2 separate regions of the Pan troglodytes genome follow, and region 1 is linked to region 2. A link is a contact called in public HiChIP or PLAC-seq data. All regions are on one chromosome and are shown on one strand. Each heading gives the region's core, a stretch centred on a gene start, on an enhancer-like site or on the middle of the called end of the contact. The rest is flanking DNA. Distances are from core to core; before and after follow the strand shown.

What was found. HiChIP or PLAC-seq counts read pairs in DNA pulled down with a chosen protein or histone mark.
Region 1: a contact with region 2 is called in an H3K4me3 HiChIP or PLAC-seq map of stem cell-derived excitatory neurons, with 2.2 times the contacts expected there. The contact joins the promoter of ZSCAN25 here to the promoter of ZNF789 in region 2. A contact is called at or near these places in 1 of 7 Hi-C or Micro-C datasets (stem cell-derived neural progenitor cells) and 1 of 1 datasets of contacts at active chromatin or transcription factors (stem cell-derived excitatory neurons).

Annotation. Positions count from the first base shown.
Region 1 is chr6:109,016,336-109,019,904 of NHGRI_mPanTro3-v2.0_pri, reverse strand. It overlaps ZSCAN25 (zinc finger and SCAN domain containing 25), which reads right to left and starts at 2,102. Exons shown (of 9, transcript XR_008536482.2): 1 at 2,013-2,102; 2 at 374-500.
Region 2 is chr6:108,871,286-108,874,862 of NHGRI_mPanTro3-v2.0_pri, reverse strand. ZNF789 (zinc finger protein 789) reads right to left here and starts at 2,083. Exons shown (of 4, transcript XM_009453702.5): 1 at 1,837-2,083. LOC134810470 (a long non-coding RNA gene) reads left to right here and starts at 3,111. Exons shown (of 3, transcript XR_010158626.1): 1 at 3,111-3,351.

The DNA.
Region 1 (3,569 bases), core at 853-3,352, 150 kb before region 2:
CTCTGTTAACAGGGGGCAACTGACTTGAAGAAGGCTTTTCTAAAGACATGATACCAGGCTGACTCAAGGATGAGAATGAGTCAGTCATTCTAAGAGCATTCCAGGCAAAAGCCCTGAGGCTAAGAAATTACTCTGGGTGTCCAAGAACAAGCCATATCCCAGTGTGGCTTCAGCAGTGACGAGCAGAGCTGCACCAGAAGAGGTGGCAGAGGCAGAGAGAAACCAGATCACCCAGAGCCTGCGCCACAGAAAGAATTATGAACTTTATTCTTATTTCTTACTTTAGCGAGGAACTACATGTTTTATAAAAGTCATTCTGCCTGTGTGTTGACAGGGAATAGGCTAGAGGTGGCAAGAGAGAAATGGCACTTACAGTGATTCAAGCAGATGATAAGGGCTTAGATCAGGGTGGTGGCAAAGAGTCAGACAAAATCAAGACGTATTTTGGAGATTAAAACCAACAAACTTGCTGATGGCTTAGACGTGATGGTGCGCTCAACCTGAAAAAGACAATGGAGCAACATATATACCATTATGACAAATGACCTAAAGATTTCTAACTTGTACAGGCTTTACTCTTTAGAAAGCATGTGAACACATATTTCATTTAATACTTAAAACACTTCTGTAGGATGAGTGCTACTCCTCCTACTTCTCAGAAGGAAAAAAAAAGAGACTGGATGATAACTGCCTCCCAAAATACATGGTACAGATTGAAAAAAAAAAATGTGAAGTCAAAAAGAGAGAAAACTAATCTAAGTCCAAGTACTCAAGGAAAAGAAGAGGCTTGAAGTAGACTGGAGAATGAGTCCTATTTACCTCCAAGTGGATTATGCGGAAGACCTAGACTGGGAAGACAGACTTGGAAGTCCAAAGCACCAGGGGAAGGAGATCATGCTTGTCAGAAAACGGAAAGATCACCTGACTGGAGCAGAGAATGGGCAGCTAGCAGGAGGCACACCCCAAAGCTTCTGCTAAATATTCTATTGTGAGTTTCTGTATTTATCTACCCCCACTTAAACCAAGTTTATATTTTCAGTCTATTCATTGACTCTGCAACATTGAGATTTCTCTTTCATTCTTTTCTAGCTATTGCATTGGTTCACTCCACTAGTGCATTTAATGCACTACAGTGCAAATGTTTACCCATGTGTCTCCCTCTAACAGATTCCCTGGAGGCAAGAAAGATCCTCATTCATCTTTTATCTCTGCCATTTGACAAATAGAAATTGCCCCATTGCTATTCTTTATCTCCCCCCACCCATTGTGACTCTTTTGTTTTGTTTCTGAGACAGGATCTCAGGGTTTTATCACCCCAGCTGGAGACCAGTGGTGCGATCACTGCAGCCTTTGCCTCCTAGGATCAAGCGATCCTCCCACCTCAGCCTCCCGAGTAGCTGGGACTACTGGCGAGTGCCACCATGACCAGCTAATTATTTATTTTTGTAGAGACAGGGTCTCCCCATGTTGCCCAGGCTGGAGTGCAGTGGCATGAATGTAAGTCAGTGCAACCTTGAACTCCTGGGCTCAGGCGATCCTCCTGCCTCAGCCTCCCGAGTAGCTGGGACCTCAGGCGCGTACCACCACGCCCGGCTACTTTTCAATTTTTGTAGAGACAGGGTTTCGCTATGTTGACCAGGCTGGCTCATCACTATTCTTTAAATGAGTGTCCTATGTGATTACTTTCACTTTGCACAGAGTTCTGCTTTGGTTCAAGATCTCTTCGGGTTCGTGGCCAGCCCTGCACTAAGCCAAGCCTGGCAGAGCGGGATCAGCCTCGCTCCTACCTGAGCCTACAGCGCGGCGGCCCCTCAGCATCCAGACCCGCAGGGCCTCGGGGCCGCTGAAGGCAGCTCCTGAGAGACTTGCCGCCCTCACCCGGGGCTGAGCGGAGGGAGACGGGCTCTACTGCAACCCCGCTGCCGCCGAGCCCCGTAGCGGCACCAAAACCCGTCCCCGCGCCCGTTTACCACTTCGCCCGCCACCCGCTGCGGCCCTGAAGAGACTCTCACCCGCCGCGGCCCTGAAGGGCCTCTCACCCGCTAGGGTCGCCAGTGCTCTCCGCGGTCCGGAAGTGAGCTGCGGACGCTGTCAGACAGGTGCGTAAGGAAAGACTCGCTTCCGTGTCCTCTCTAGGATGCTCGGAGGTCTCGGCGGATGCGTCTCGATGGTTGCTGATCCCAGCCTGCTGTTCCGAACCCGGCGAGGCGAAGACGACCAGGGCTTCCCCAGGATTGACTGCCCAGCTCGAGGCGCTCTGTGGCTAGGCCCCTTCCACTTCCGTGCCATTTCACCTGCTTGCCCTCCGTGGAAAGGACTCGGTGCATCGCCAGATACACTACTGGACACAGCACCTGCCCCAAGGGGCTTTAGAGTCCAGTCGGTCAATGCGCGACTATTCCGGCCGCGAGGGCCTTGCGCGAGGCGTAGGGGCAGAGGAGATAGGGGGCGCACTGGATCTAACCGGCTCACTTAAGAGGCTCCTGACCCCGGGTAGTGTGCGTGCGTGTGTGTATGTGTAGTCAGGGAAGGCTTCCTGGAGGAGCCAGCATCGGAGCTGTTTTTTGTGGGGGGGGTTTGTTTGTTTGTTTTTGTTTTTTGAGAAAGAGAGAGAGAAGTCTCGTTCTGTCTCCCAGGATGGAGCGCAGTGGTGAGATCATAGCTCACTGCAACCTCGAAGCCCTGAGTTCAAGCAATCCTCCCACCTCAGTCTCCTGGGTAGCTGGGACTTTTTTTCAATTTTTTGCAGAGAGGGGGGTCTCTCTATGTTGCCCAATCTGGTCTCCAACTTCTGGACTCAAGCGATCTTCCCCCCTTGGCCTCCCAAAGTGCTGGGATTGCAGGCGCAAGCCACCGCGTCCAGCCTGAAGGCAGTCTGTCTCAACTGGGTGGCCCAGTGTTACTCCAGAATCCACTCAGGAAACAGGAAACCCTCTTGTCTTACTCTTCTCCAGCACTTTGCAAAGTGTCTGGTACAATATTTGCTAAAAATATACACTTATAGAGTAAATGAACTCCTAGAATATAACATAGGTGTTAGACCATCTCACTTTATCCTCCATGTCTCTGTCCCACTTTCATATTTTTCTTGTCTGCCCATATTTGACTTGGGTTTATGTCTTCACCTTTTTATTAATAATCCACTTTTCAGCTGTTTCTAATGTGCTACAAAATCCACAGTTGTTGTTTTTTTGTTTTGTTTTGTTTGTTTTTTAAGAGACGAGGTCTTGCTGTGTCACCTAGGCTGGAGTACAGCGGTGCTATCATAGCTCACTACAGCTTCCAACTCCTGGGTTCAAGCAATCCACCTCAGCTTCCCAAATAGCTGGGACTACAGGCATGAGCCACCACACCCAGCTAATCTTTAAAAAATGTTTTGTAAGGACAGGGTCTCACTATGTTGCCCAGGCTAGTCTTAAACTCCTGGGCTCGAGCAATCCTCCCCACTTGGCCACCCATATTTTTGTTTTAATTAATATATTTTTTCCATTTCTAGAATTTCTATTTGATTTTTTCCAAATATTCTAGATTGATCTTTTAAAAGAATTTACCGATATGTTTAAGCTTTT
Region 2 (3,577 bases), core at 834-3,333:
TCTTGAACTCCTGATCTCAGGTGATCCACCCACCTCAGCCTCCCAAAGTGCTGGGATTACAGGCGTGAGCCACTGCGCCCAGCCTACAGACTTGCTTTCTAACTCAGGATGAATTTTAATGAAATTCACTTTCATTTTAATGGATGCCCCTCAAACACAGTTCACCTTCCCTGAAAACAGTTTAGAAGACCCTTTGCCTTTTTTTTTTTTTTTTTTTGAGGAGTCTCCCTCTATCACCCAGGCTGGAGTGCAGTGGTGTAATCATGGCTCACTGTAGCTTCCAACTCCTGGGCTTAAGCAATGCTCCTGCCTCAGTCTCCTAAGTAGATGGGACTGCAAGAGTGCACCACCACGCCCAGTTGTTTGTAGTTCTTTTGTAGGTGGGGCCTTGCTATGTTGCCCAGGGTGGACCCTCTGCCTTTTAAGCAAAGAGGTACACTCTAAAAACTATCCTGATCAATGGCTCCAAGGCTGGAGCAAAGGCCTCATCCCTTTCATTCTCTACACCAAACTTGTCCAAACCTCAGCCTGTGGACCGCATATGGCCCGGGACGACTTTGAATCCAACCCAACACAAATTCGTAAACTTTCTTAAAACCTTATGAAATTGTTTTGCGATTTTTTTTTAGCTCATGAGCTATTTTTAGTGTTTGTGTATTTTATGTGTAGTCCACGACAATTCTTCTTCCAATGTGGCCCAGGGAAGCCAAGAGATTGGACACCCCTGCACTATATTTACTGAATGTGTTTGTGAAGGCTGTGCATCTGAATGTCAGACTTGCTAATGAAAAATTAAATGGAGTCCATGTTTTGGGTACGGCCCTAGGCCAACCACCCACAGCCACGTAAGGCATTTAAAATACATTGATTTCTCCCTTGAGTTCAGGAGTTGGAGACTGCAATGAGCTATGATGGCACCACTACACTCCACCCTGGGTGACAGAGCGAGACCCTGTCTCTCTTAAAAACAACAGGCCGGGCGCGGTGGCTCACGCCTGTAAATCCCAGCACTTTGGGAGGCCGAGGCGGGCGGATCACGAGGTCAGGAGTTCAAGACCAGCCTGGCCAACATAGTGAAACCCAGTCTCTACTAAAAATACAAAAATTAGCCGGGCATGGTGGCGCGTGCCTGTAGTCGCCGCTACTCGGGAGGCTGAGGCAGGAGAATCGCTTGAACCCGGGAGTTGGAGGTTGCAGTGAGTCGAGATTGGCCCATTGTACTCCAAATTGGGCAACAGAGTAACACTTCGTCTCAAACACAACAGCAACAACAATTCCTTATTTCCCTGAAAAGTGTGCGCTGACCAGGAAAGAAGCTTTTTTCTCGTCCGCATGATAAACTGAACCAATCAGCTACAGATGCAAGGCTGATCCAGCTCGACTTACCCTAGAAGGAATGCAAGTTGATAATGGCCAATTACAATCAAGATCACTGCACTTCCTCATTTAGCTTTCCAAGCTGCCATTGGAACAATCTGCCAGCTGTTCCTCTGCATGCACAATAAACTCTTAAAACTTTAACTGGAAGGGACTGTTAACTTTTGACAAAATCCAAAATGCCGCTTCACAATCACGTGAACACCTTGCACTAACAACCACGGCTCATCTCCCACTCTAACAAAACCAAGTCCAGGCGTTCACCAGCCATTCATTCTTCGGACTTTGCTCCTCTCGCTGCCGAAGACTTGACACCGCCAAAAATACTCAAAAGCTGGTGCCACAGGCCCCGAGAGCCGCCGCACAAGCCCGGAGCGTCCCCTGCGAGCCGGGGGTGTGCGCAGTGGCCTCCCCCCCGCACCCACGCCCCCCACAACACTCGTTTCCTTCTCCCCAAACCTGCTGACGGCTCCGAATCTCCGCCAAGCCGCCTCCACCAGGGGCTGGGCTCTCCTCTCGGGGTTCCCGGGCCTGACCCGAGGTCTGTCTGGTCCGCGCCCCTCGGCGAATCACCCCTTACCGGAGCAACAGACACAACCACTCTGGCAGCCTCAGAGCCTCTCGCTGGCTCCACCTGCGCGCGCCGAGCGAAGCGTCCCAGCCAGCGGCCCCTCTAGGACCGCGGAGGCTTCACGACTCTCTTGTCAGACAAAGAGAGTGGCGCCCGCGCGAGTGGGCCCGAACCAATCAACGGCCGCCCTCCCCGCCCAGGCCAATCAACGGCCGGAGACAGCACCGAGAGAGTCACGTGATGCACAGGGCCCCGCCCCTCCTGTTTTAACATAATTTAGAATTATTCTATGATTCAAGAGCGACGCAATTCGTTTCTTTGGCTGTGTGTTTGTGGAGGGGAGTAAGGTTATCAGATAAAAGAAGAAAAATGGGCCAGGCGCGGTGACTTACGCCTGTAATCCCAGCACTTTGGGAGGCAGAGGCCGGCGGATCAGGTCAAGAGATTTAGATCATCCTGGCCAACATGGTGAAACCCCTTCTCTACTAAAAATACAAAAAAAATGCCGGGCGCGGTGGCTCACGCCTGTAATCCCAGCACTCTGGGAGGCCGAGGCGGGTGGATCACCTGAGGTCGGGAGTTCGAGACCAGCCTGACCAACAATGGAGAAACCCGTCTCTACTAAAAATACAAATAAAATTAGCCGGGCATGGTGGTGCCTGCCTATAACCCCGGCTACTCGGGAGGCTGAGGCAGGAGAAGCGCTTGAACCCGGGAGGCGGAGGTTGCGGTGAGCCGATTGCGCCACCGCACTCCAGCCTGGGTGACAGAGCGAGACTCCGTCTCAAAAAAAAAAAAAAAAAAAAAAAAAAAATTAGCTGGGCATGGTGGCGGCGTGCCTGTAGTGCCAGCTACTCGGGAGGCTGAGGCAGGAGAATCACTTGAACTCGGGAGGCGGAGATTGCAGTGAGCCGAGATCCCACCACTGCACTCCAGACTGGCGACAGAGCGAGACTCTGTCTCAAAAAAAAAAAAAAAGAATATTAGATCTTAATTAAAAGGATAATTGTGTGGCTTATGTAAATTACCCCCAAAATACAGTTTTAATGTGAGTAAGGAGTTAATTTTTTTTCTTTTTTTTTTGAGACAGTCTCGCTCTCGCCCAGGCTGGAGTGCAGTGGCGCAGTCTCGGCTCACTGCAAGCTCCGCCTCCCGGGTTCACGCCATTCTCCTGCGTCAGCCTCCTGAGTAGCTGGGACTACAGGCACCCGCTACCACTCCCGGCTAATTTTGTGTGTGTGTGTGTTTTTAGTAGAGACGGGGTTTCACCATTTTGGCCAGGCTGGTCTCGAACTCCTGACCTCAAGTGATCCGCCTGCCTTGGCCTCCCAAGTTTTGTTTGTTTGTTTTTTATTTCTTCTAAACAAAACAAAACAAACAGGATACACGTGCAGAACGTGCAGGTTTGTTACATGTGCCATGGTGGTTTGCTGCACCTATTGACCCATCCTCTAAGTTCCCTCCCCTTACCCCCGACTCCCCAAAAGGCCCAGGTGTGTGTTGTTCCCCTCTCTGTGTCCATGCGTTCTCAATATTCAATTCCCACTTAGGAATGAGAACATGCTGTGTTTGGTTTTCTGTTCCTGTGTTAGTTTGCTGAGGCTGATGGCAACCAGCTTCATCCATGTC